2 separate regions of the Sus scrofa genome follow, and region 2 is linked to region 1. Evidence: chromatin contacts called from public HiChIP or PLAC-seq data. All regions are on one chromosome and are shown on one strand. The core of a region is the stretch at or near the end of the contact, and the rest is flanking DNA. Distances in the headings are between cores, read along the strand shown.

The links. HiChIP or PLAC-seq counts read pairs in DNA pulled down with a chosen protein or histone mark.
Region 2: a contact with region 1 is called in an H3K27ac HiChIP or PLAC-seq map of alveolar macrophages. The contact joins the promoter of LOC100516606 here to the promoter of THADA in region 1. A contact is called at or near these places in 1 of 5 promoter capture datasets (liver) and 1 of 2 datasets of contacts at active chromatin or transcription factors (alveolar macrophages).

Annotation. Positions count from the first base shown.
Region 1 is chr3:96,869,953-96,875,532 of Sscrofa11.1, forward strand. It overlaps THADA (thyroid adenoma-associated protein), which reads left to right and starts at 2,226. Exons shown (of 40, transcript XM_021088406.1): 1 at 2,226-2,363.
Region 2 is chr3:97,949,395-97,955,592 of Sscrofa11.1, forward strand. LOC100516606 (cytochrome c oxidase subunit 7A-related protein, mitochondrial) reads left to right here and starts at 1,721. Exons shown (of 4, transcript XM_021087580.1): 1 at 1,721-1,889. The coding sequence starts at 1,818.

The DNA of each region.
Region 1 (5,580 bases), core at 976-3,475:
CTTGCAAATCTCTACTCTGACCACCCTATTTATTTATTTATTTATTTATTTATTTGTCTTTTGTCTTTTTGTTGTTGTTGTTGTTGTTCTTGCTATTTCTTGGGCCGCTCCCGAGGCATATGGAGGTTCCCAGGCTAGGGAATCTAATTGGAGCTGTAATCGCCGGCCTACGCCAGAGCCACAGCAACGCAGGATCCGAGCCGCGTCTGCAACCTACACCACAGCTCACGGCAACGCCGGATCGTTAACCCACTGAGCAAGGGCAGGGACCGAACCCGCAACCTCATGGTTCCTAGTCGAATTCGTTAACCACTGCACCACGACAGGAACTCCTGACCACCCTATTTAAAATGGCAACAAATCTCTACCCACACATTCTTATCTTTGAGTCCTGCTATTTTTACCATGGCACGGACTGCCTTTTCACATACATGTTTACTGTGTTCATCTGCCTCCTAGCTCATACTCTTATTGTGTGGGGTGAAGAGCCACAATGTTGGCCCCTTACTTGAAAATGGTCTGGCCAAAATCTAAAAATGGGTTGGAATCCATTGATTGTTGGGGAGTTATTTCAGTGAAACATATATTAAGTCAAGTTAAACACTTAAAAATGGTGTTAAAAAACAAAATTCCACCAAGTTAACTTGAAGTTGGCTTTATTCAATGTTTCATGAATCAGGCCGCATCCCATCCCGGAATTAGAAAGGCACCCGTTCAGTGGTACAAAATGGAAAGGTTTCATAGAAATGAGGGCGGAGAAAGGAGTTTATATGAGTAAAGAAAAAGAAAGGATTGTTTCAGGTAAGGTTACCTCGCTCGTGCAGATCGAGAAATTCCGGGAATTCTGTTCTTGAGAGAGGGTGAAACTGCGAATAAGTCTTGGTGTGCTGTCCTGGGGTCTAGTGCTCCACCTTGGACCTGTTGTTTTTTCTTCTTCTTCTTTTTTTTTTTTTTTTAAACAATGGCTGTTATATCTCTATCACAACTTCAAAAAAGAATAAAGAAAAAAATCAGAGTGCTTAACTCCTGTAAAAAAATAACGAATATTTCAAGAAATTTTTGTTTCAGATATATATGTGTGGCTAAAGGTACAATCAATTTCTTACTATTAAATATTTGAAAAAAATTGCTGTAGATAAAATTCTACACGCACTCATCAGCTGATATGTACAAGAGAGTTCACAGCAGGACTGGCAGAGCCAAAGCTGGAAACAATTCAAAGCTCCAGAGGAGTAGAATGAATAAATGTGATCCATTAAACAAGGGAATACTATACAACAGTGAGTGAAAGAACTACCTGGACCTGCTTTTCCGTGGATGTCAAAAGCAATGCCAAAAGAAGCAAAACCCTAGAGAAATCAAACAAATGATTCCATAAATAAAGCTCAAAATCAAACTAAGATATGTTTAGCAATACATGTAATAAAGCTATATATAAAGATAAAAGAACGAAAATGAGATAAAATTGAGAAAAGTAATGATTAAAAACTTAAAATTACCAATCTGACTAAAGGTTTAGGAGAACTGGAATGTTTCTTAGTATTTCCCAAATAAATTGAACTTGAACAGAGTCTCCCTATCTTTTTTCTGATCCTACCTCTGTCCCAGCTGCTAGCGTAGAGGCTGGCACCCACTTATTTTACGTCTTTTTAAAGGGTCGAACCACCCATAATTTGATTATCAGCGTAAAATACGTATCCTAAATAGGAAAACTTTCAAGGATAGCGCCTGGTAATGCTCCGACAACAGCATTCATTGACTGGTCGCTGAATAAAGACATGCACCGTGGCATACGTTAGTTCACTTCAGTACTTCCCATCCAGGTCAAAATTCTCACTGTGGCTTCGGATGGCTGTCTGCCCCATTTCCTACCCCATCTCACAAGTTCTAAAGTCGTTACGCTTCTGGTTCCAGCAGCCCAGAAGCAGTTTTCGCCCCTTCTCTGCGCTAAGGAAGCTGCGTAGGAGAAGAGGAGAACGTCCAAGTTGAAGCACTGATGTTTCCCAGGCACTGAAGGGCGTGGAGGGCACAGTCTCAGCCGCCTCTTGGGCAAGGAGGCCGGTAGGGCTCGTCCCCGCGCGGGAGGTGAGGTACCGATCGTACGATTCAAAGCAGAGTCTGACCAAACTCATCACCATCAGCTCCCAGATGACATCACCCCCTCCCCGTACTGCTGATTGGAGGAACATATTAACTCAATTCTCGCGATGATTCCGTTTCCAGGTCTTCTTGCTCCCCTCCCATCGCCCCTACCCTGTAGCCGACTACAGACCACGCTGTGATCCAAGGAGACACCGTAGAAGTAGACGAGCTTCCGGGACTCATCCTGACCACGACTCTTCCCAGACGCTCACGGGCACGAGGTTTGGCTCCCAGCCGTCTGTCGGCCAGACTCGCAGTAGCGCGCGACTCTCTACGGCTCGGCTCGGTTGCTCTGCCTAGGCCACCACGCGATTCACACCAATTCCCGTCCTGTAGTTACGCGAGACTTGGCGGCAGTGAAACTGATTTCCGGTCGTTTCGGTCTCCATGGAGATAGCAGTTTACTCCCCCCCGCCGCCTTTTTTTTTCCACCTGTCATTCTCCGGACTCCTCGTGGTTGGGAAGTTGCCCAGGGAATGTTTGTCGGAGTCAGCGGGAAAGATGTAGATGGGAGTGAAACAGCAATCAGAAGGGAAGTAGCTATTGGGACCCAGAAGGAGTATAATTTGCAGTACATCTTCTGGCCTCCTAAGCAATGCCTTAGGGTGGGCACCAGATTTTCCGCTATTGGGAGGACAAACGTTTTGGCATTCGTTGAGCACGCATAAGCATCAAACTTCTTCTTGTGCAGTCTTGAGGGCTCCAAGTTTAAATCATACTGCAAATTTGCTCACCATTTACCAGTGAAGTTTCTCCAGGTTTCCATCTTTATTTCTTCTAAACTTTGTATATTGGTGACTTACCTAGGAAGTGATCCCAGTGATAATCGCCTTGACCTAATCTTGTCACTTTTCAAATTCTAACTTTGCCAGTGACTTTCTAGCTATGTCTATTATTATCATTTTCTGTTAAGTGAGTTTTCACACTTCATTGCTGTATCGATTTTTTACTCTGTAAAGGGACTATAGGTTCTTCAGTGTCAGGGCTAACTTGTCACTTGGATATAGAATTTACTTTAAGATGACAGGTAGTCCACTTTTCTGCTATTAAGGGCATACATTCCTTTTAGAACATCATTGACAAATGTTTGTCAATTAACTCGTGTTTATTCATAAAGTGTATATTAATCAGAGTTCCCGTCGTGGCGCAGTGGAGGCGAGTCTGACTAGGAGCCATGAGGTTGCAGGTTCCATCCCTCGCCTCGCTCAGTGGGTTAAGGATCCCAAGTTGCCGTGGGCTGTGGTGCGGGTCGCAGACATGGCTCAGAAGTGGCGTTGCTGTGGCTGTGGCATAGGCCGGCAGCAACAGCTCCGACTGGACCCCTAGCCTGGGAACCTCCGTATGCCGTGGGTGCGGCCCTAAAAAAAGCCCAAAAAAAAAAAAAAAAAAAAGCAAAAATGTATTAAGCACCTAGTATGTGCCAGGTAGTGTTTTGGTAATTGAGAATTAAAACATGGACAAAACAGATTGAAGTTGCTGTCTTCATGGAGTTTGTTACTGTGAGAGACAGATAATATACAAATAAAGAAGTTATTGTAACTTCAGGTAGTAGAAAGTGCTGTGAGGAAAATAGAGTTAGAAATGGTCTGTATGAGTAGGAGTGGTGTCATTTTAGGATAGACTGGTCATGGAAGGCTTCTCGGAGGAGGTAATATTTGAGGAGAGACCTGAATGATGAAGAGTCAGCCTTGCAGAGGCATAACAGGCAGAGGTATCAGGAAGTGCCAGGTCCCTTCAGTTGGGGAGAGAAGATTGAATTGACATGAAACTTCAGAGGAAGGCAGGGCCAGATTATTTAGGACCTTGAAGGTCAAAGTCTCAAATTTGGATTTTGTGCTAAGTGTAAATGGGAGCCCTTGGAAAGTTTTAAACAAGAGGGTAATTAGATTTGAAAAAAAAATTGCTTTGAGGACTGTGGAAAGAATGGGCTCTTCGGAAGCAGGATAGAAGTTTGGAGACCAGTTGGGAGGTTATCGCAGGAGTCTAGGTGAAAAGGCTTCATTCGATTTCTGTTTGGATATTCCCCGTTTGGAGAAATTCTCTCTTGAAAGGCAGCCCATTCTGTAGTTGGACCATAGAATCCTTCCTTTGTACTGAGCTGGAATCTGCCTCCCTGAAGCTTGGACAGACTTTTCCAAATCCTGAAGACATCTACACAATTCTACAGCCATCTAAGACAAAAGACAGCTGTTCCTCTTTCTCTAGGGCACTCCTCCAGCAACAGCAGCTCTTTTAAGGCATTTGTCCTGTCCTCTTTTCTCCAGGCCAAACACCTCTGGTTAACTGAGCTGTTCTCTAAAGGGAGGTGCTCTGGAGGCCCTTCAGAATTCTGGTTGTTTCTTGGAAGCTCCATCATTTGTTATGGCTTCTTAAGATATGGCCATCAGCATAGCTTCTAATGCTTCACATGTTACTTGACCAGTGAAGATGACCAAGGGATCAGGCATTCCTTGTTCTAGCTGACTTCTGATGTCATTTTTAACAGTCATGTTGTGCTGTTGCCTTACCTAATATTCAAAGCACATATTGAGCTGTTTCATCACATCTTTTCCTCCCCCTGCCTCCTCATCCAGTATTTCTAGGTTATACTTTTATAATTCAAATGCAGCATTTTACATTTATTTCTCTTTCATCTTTGTAAGTTTATTCCAGTTTACTGGGTGGTTTTTTAATCCTGATTCCATCATCTAACATGTGCTTCCAGCTGTATGTTTTTTTTAATAAATTCATTGTGTTATAACCTCTCATGTCTACATTATAAGCTCTGCTAAAAATACTAACTGCACTAGGCTAAGAGCCCTCTGGTCTTTCCCTTGCGACTTGTCTCCAGACCACATGGTACTATTTGTGTATTTGGAGGCATTTGTTCAGCCCATTATGAACTTTGTTAATTGAAACAAACTCTGTTGATCAAAAGCAAACTCACAGGGCTGGTACGTGAATGTTTCCTATATCATATACTTGGCAGAAATCAAGATATAGCATGTTAGGATACCTCCTGATCTGTCAGTCAAAGAAGTCACTGAGGTTAGGTTGGCCTAGTTTATTTTTGAAAAACTGTGCTCATTTTTTTTTGTTATTACTAAAATGAAGGTTTGCTGTATTTTAAAATGTAGAGGCTGAGTAATAGTAGGTAAAATAACTTTAGGCAGTAATAAAATCTTTTTGAGCTTAAAGAAAAATTTTTCAAAGTAGAATCCCTAACTCCGGTACTTCTCATCCTGTGGTAGCATTGCTCCTCAGGGAACATTTGGCAATGTCTAGAGATATTTTTTGTTTGTCACACCTTAGAGGAAGGAGGATGCTACTGGCATCTGGTAGGTAGAGGCAAAGGATGTGTTAAATAATTCTATAGTGTCCAGGATAATACCCTACAACAAAGAATTATCTAGCCTAAAATGTCAGTAATGTCAGTAGTACTGAGGTCAATAGTGCATT
Region 2 (6,198 bases), core at 471-2,970, 1.1 Mb after region 1:
GAAAAGCTAACCAGGATTCTTACGTATAGCCAAGACTCATGGAAAAGCGAAATGACTGGAAGGTAAGATCAGCAACATACCATGTGTGTAAGCTTTATAACCTACTGAACTGTTGATTCTCATAACACTAGTGAGGGAAGATATGATGATGATTCCTGCCTGACAGAAGACGAATCGAGGCTCAGAAAAATGTAAATGACTAGCTGTAAATCACTCAGCCTTAAAGAAATTGCAACTCAAAACCAAATCACACATTCTTTCTATTATGTTGCAATGCTGCTTTGTAAAAGTAGTGACTTTGGATTGGTTGATCATATGAATAAAATGATCAAATATAAAATCTTTTCAGAGTCTTCTCAGTGCTGAACCCTTAGGGCTCTTGGGCTTATACCTGTCAAAGCTGGGATGTTGGTGTATACCCTTGCTCTGGAATACTCAGTCTTCATCGTCCTCAGAGTGGATTTATATCTACTTATCTATTATGTAGTGCTTAATTAAGAGTGCAGACCCTTGAGCCTGATGACTGCCTCTGCCACTAATATCTGACCTTTTCAAGTTACTTAGCTTTTCTGGGCCTCATTTTCCTGTACAGTAAGATGGAGATAACAGCACCTATCTCATATGATGGTTATAAAGATTGAATGTTTATTTGTGGAAAATGCTATATACAGATTAGTATCACCCATCGGTTTGCCACATGCTTTCATAAATGCACTATGCATGCACCTGTAATATGCTTGTGAAGACCTCTGGTTAGATGATAAATTCAAGAAAAGCTTTGCTCCATTCCTGGAGGGAGGAAACTAGTATACATACACCTTTTACACAGTGCCTTGTACAGACTGGAGGGTCTAAAAACAGTTTTAAATAAAACTTAAGTGGATATTACCAAAACTGAAACTGGTAGTCCTGATCTTTCAGGCTCAAGGTTCAGGTTTTTCCAGCTAATCCACCTTCCCTACACTCCCCACCTCATTTATCTGGAAGGGCAGAAGCCAGGAAAAGGATGATTTTTATGATTCCCAAAAAACTTAGATAAGACTAAAAATCAGTTTTGAGAACTGTGCAAAATTTATGTCCCTGTGCCTCAGGTTCATAGGTCACGATGTATTTCCTCTACACAAAGCCTAGGAGGCTATCTTTATATATTATTGGGGTGAAACCCCTAACAGCCCTTAGAACTAAACAGCTTGCAGCAAGTGTTTCCAAATTTTATTTTTATTTTATTTGCTCCCCCCATTCCTAGATTGCCAGAGAGGCCTAGCCAACCCGCTTCAAGAGGCGACCTAGGAAGGGGAACAGTTAAGTTGGTAAAGGAGGAGAAACCCTCAAACTGAGCACAGGCTCCCTCCCCGCAGGAAGTAAGAGTATTCACCCAACCTAGCCCAGCTCTAGGCCCCGCCCACCAAGGGCCCGCCCACCAAGGCCCCGCCCCGAGGCCGCTCCCTCGACTGCAGCAAGCCCCTAAGCCTACGGCTTGATCCGTGGGGCGCTTGCGCAATTCTTAAGGCGTCTTGGTACTGCCTGAATCTGAACGTGGGTGCGGAAGAGGAACTTTCATATTTCCTATACACCGCGCAACGGCTTCTTTCCGCGCTCTTCTAGAGTCGCTTTTGCCTTCTCTGTCCCTGAGAACCTGGCTTCTCGTTCCCTTAAGTGGCTTAAGAGGGCATGTTTTAAATTAGGCGATCTCTGGGCACCCCGGCTCTTGGCGCAGGGTCCTTTAGTCGAGCCTTGGGGCGACAGCGGGGAAGGCGGGGTCCTTTTCTAGGGCGGTCGCGCAGGCAGCGGCTGCGGGAAGTCGGACACTGGGCATCATGTATTACAAGTTTAGTGGCTTTACGCAGAAGTTGACGGGAGCATGGGCTTCCGACGCGTATAGCCCTCAGGTACGGGTGGCGAGAAGGGGAGAAGGGACGGCCCGAGTTTCTGCTCCTGGTAGTCTTGGCTCTGGAGCCAGGCGAGGCTTCTGCCTGCTGTTCGTTTAGTTCGCCCCGCGCCTCTTCTCACCCCCTTGCCGCGGCCGTGGAGGTGCCGAGTTCCGCAGGTGCTCCCCCGGCTACGCTGGCCGGGTGTGAAGCTGGGCCTGGTACTTAGTAGGGGTCAAGGTGACCCCCGGGTTGTTGGTTGTGGATCGTGGGGTGTCTCATGGGGTCTGCGGGGCACAGAATATGACCCGTCCTAGTCCGAAGTTTGGCCCCATCCTTTTTAGGGAGGTCCAACTTCCAGTCTCCTCAGTGCCTCATTGTCATACTACTGCCACGGCCCAAAAGACAGCCTCATTCAAACACCAGATTTGAGAGCTGGGATGATGGCACCGACGGAAGCCATTGGGACGGGAGCGGTTTTATGATCAAAATTAGGATATTTAGCTAATTCAAATATTTGGGTGAGCCTGTGCAGTTACGTGCAGAGAGCTGACGTTTTCGCCTACTGTAAAATGGTTGACAGTTGCTCTTATTCGAGTGGTCTGAAAAGTATTGCAGTTTCACTCAGATTTTGCCAATTGGAGTATCAGTTTCCGGCGTGTAGGTCAGAGATGAGGGACTGTAAAGTCCCACCCTCTTAATCTGGGCTTAGATCCTGGCTTAGCTGATTTAATTTTATGACCCTGACTAAGTCATTTAATTTATTGTGAACTCAATTTCCCCTAGGTCATCTGTAGTTTAGATTAAATGAGGTGTGTTAAGTGACTAGGTCAGGTGGCTGTTACTAGATAAGGGGTGGCTATTCTCTGGAAGCTAAGTCATAGATACCATGATATTCATTCCTTATCCTCAGAGTAATGTGGGAAGAGTTGATGAGTTTTGCAGTTGGAAAACTGGGATAGTAAGGCCCCAGGTGAGGCCTAAGGAATGCTCCTGCTTCATTGTTGTTACAGCCTTTTTTTTCCCTATGGAACTCTGTAACTTGCTCAAGGGGGAGGATGATTAAGAATGATTTCAATCTGGAATCCCCGCCGTGCTGCAGTGGGTTTAAGATCCAGCGTTGACACAGCTGCAGCTCGGATTTGATCCCCGGCTCGGGAACTTCCATATGCAGCAGCTGCCCCCCCATAAAAGAAAAAGAATGATTTCAATCTAAGATTGGATTTGTTGTTAAAACTAGGATAGGGAGGAGTTCCCATCGTGGCTCAGTGGTAAGGAACCTGCTAGTATGCATGAGGACTCGGGTTCCATCCCTGGTCTTGCTCAGTGGGTTAGGGATCCTGCGTTGCCGTGAGCTGTGAGCTGTGGTGTTTGTGCAGATGGGGCTCAGATATGGGTTGTTGTGGCTGTGGTCTAGGTCAGCAGCTGTAGCTCCTATTCAACCCCTAGCCTGGGAACTTCCATATGCCCTGAGCGCTCTTAAAAAGCAAAACAAAAACTAGGATAGGGAGGGCAAGAAAAAGGGCAGGTTTTTGGGAGGTGTGGGATTGGAGAGGAAGGGTCCAGGTTTATAAATATTGAGTTTGCGATATGTCATGTTTGGTTGCAGCTGGATTTATCAATATGGAGTTTAATAGTTCCAGGTGTCTTCAGCCCATTGGTGGTAGTAGAAATTGTGGTAGGGGGAATCATCCAGGGAGTGTATAGGGAAGAAAGGTGGAGTTATGATTACAGAGAAATGAAGAGAGAGTGGAGGGGGAAGATTTATTTAAAGAACAACCCAGGATTAGAAGGGAAAACAACGTGGTGTTACTGAAACAAAATTGGTAGTGAGCTCTAAAGAAGGAATTGATGACAGTGATTTGACAGATTATAAGAAATAAACATTTTTCGATCATATTTGCTTCTATAAAGAAAGTATATTTTTTAGCTCATGGATCTTACATGTTACAATTTGAGTTTTGACCAACACATATACTCTGTAACTCTTATATAGAAGAGTACATCACCCATAGGAAGTTCCTTCTTAATCTCACCTTGTCAGATCCCTGTCCACTTTCCTGTTCTGATTTTTATTGCTATAAATAGATAGTTTTGCCAATTTTTGAATTTAGTATAAGTGGAACCACACAGTGCTCTTTTGAAAAGGCTTCTATTTTCCATATTTTTGAGGTTCATTCATGTTACATGTATTAGTAGTTGGTTCCTTTTATTGCAGTAAAGGATATCATTTTTGAATATATCATAATTTAGCCCATTGGTATTTTTAGAATTTCTTTTGAGTTTTAACAATCTTTTTTTTCCATTAATTTATTAATTTTTATTGGGGTATAGTTGACTTACCAAGTTTCGTGTGTTTCAAGTGTACAACAAAGTAAATTGGTTATACATATTCCCATTCCTTTTCAGATTCTTTTCCCATGTAGGTTATCACATAGTGTTTATTTTCTTTTTTGCTTTTTAGGGCCGCACCCTCGGCATATGGAGGTTCCCAGGTTAGGTGTTGAATCAGAGCTACAGCTGCTGGCCTATGTGACAGCCATAGCAACACAGGATCCAAGCCATGTCTGCAACCTATACCACAGTTTACAGCAACGCTGGATGCTTAACCCAGTAATTGAGGCCAGGAATCAAACCTGAAACCTCATGGTTCCTAGTTGGATTTGTTTCCACTGTGCCATGATGGAACTCCATTACATAGTATTGAGTAGGTTACCCTGTGCTATACAGTAGGTCTTCGTTACCTATCCATTTTACATATAGTAGTGTGCATATGTCAATCCCAATGCTAATTTATCTCCTCCCTCCTGTGGTAACCATAAATTTGGTTTCAGAATCTTTGAGTCTTTTTCTGCTTTGCAAGTTCTTTTGTATCATTTTTCATTAGATTCCACAGATTACTGATCTCATATGATATTTGTCTTTCTGTGGCCTACTTCATCAAGTATGATAATTTCTAGGCCCATCCATGTTGTTGCAAATGGCATTTCAGTCTTTTTTATGGCCAAGTAATATTCCATTGTGTATATATATATATATATATATATATATATATATACCACATTTTCTCTATCCAATTCTTTTTTTTTTTTCTTTCAGTTTTTTAATTTTTTGTCTTTTTTAGGTCCACACCCTCGGCATATGGAAGTTCCCAGGCTAGGGGTCTAATCGGAGCTGTAGCCACCTCATGTCACAGGTGACATGAGGTGAGGGTGCAAGTCATGTAGATACCTGCATCCTAGGCAGAGGGAACATGACTAGTGCCTGGGAGGTGTAAGGGGCTAGTCTACAGGCTGGGAGAGAGAAAGAGGGGATGTAAAAGGGTGGAGTGAGGCATGCAACTCATATGGTTCTGAAAGCCATCGTAAGTACATTGAGTTTTGCTCGGTGGGATAGTAGGGCTTTGGGAAAGTTTGAGCTGAGTCATAACACCTGTTTTCACACTATTACTGGTTGCTGTATTAAGAGCAGACTGCAGGACAGCAAGAGTGGAGTGGAAGCAGGTTAGGAGGCTGTTGTAAAAATCCAAGAGTTTCCAGATATTATCACAACCTTGTAAATCAACTCTACTTCAGTAAAACTTAAAACCAGAGTGTGGATTGGTGAAGATAGGTGAGAAGTGGTCAGATTCTAAATATAATTTGAAGGTAGAGCCAAAAAGCGTTTTCAAATGTGTGAGAGGAATTAAGAACAGTTTCAAGGAGTTCCCGTCATGGCTCAGTGGAAACGAATCTGACTAGGAACCCTGATGTTGCCGGTTCTATCCCTGGCCTTGCTCAGTGGGCTAAGGATCTGGCGTTGCTGTGAGCTGTGGTGTAGGTGGCAGTTGCAGCTCCATCTGGTGTGTAGGCCAGCGTCTACTGCTCTGATTGGACCCCTAGCCTGGGAACCTCTATATGCCACAGGTGCTGCCCTAAAAAGGAAAAAAAAAAAGGTTTCAAGTTAAAAAAATTTTTTTTTTCTTTTACTGTGCCTGCGGCATGTGGAAGTTCTTGTGCCAGGGATCGAACCTGTGCCACAGCAGCAACCTGAGCTGCTGCAGTGACAATGCTGTATTCTTAACCTGCTGTGTCGCAGGGGAACTCCTAGTTTCAAGATTTTTGACCCAAGTACCTGGAAGAGTGGCATTGTCATTTATTGAGATAGGGAGAGGCATATTTGAGGCTCATAATTCTTCTAGGTCAGGGCAGCCACACTCCTGGAAGAGGTATAGGTGAAGGTATTTTTCTCTAGATCCCTTCTGTACACACAGGTTCCTGGTCTACCCTTAAAAACACTAGTGCTAGTGTTATCTAGCTGCCTTGAAACCCTGAAAACATTGACTGCTCTT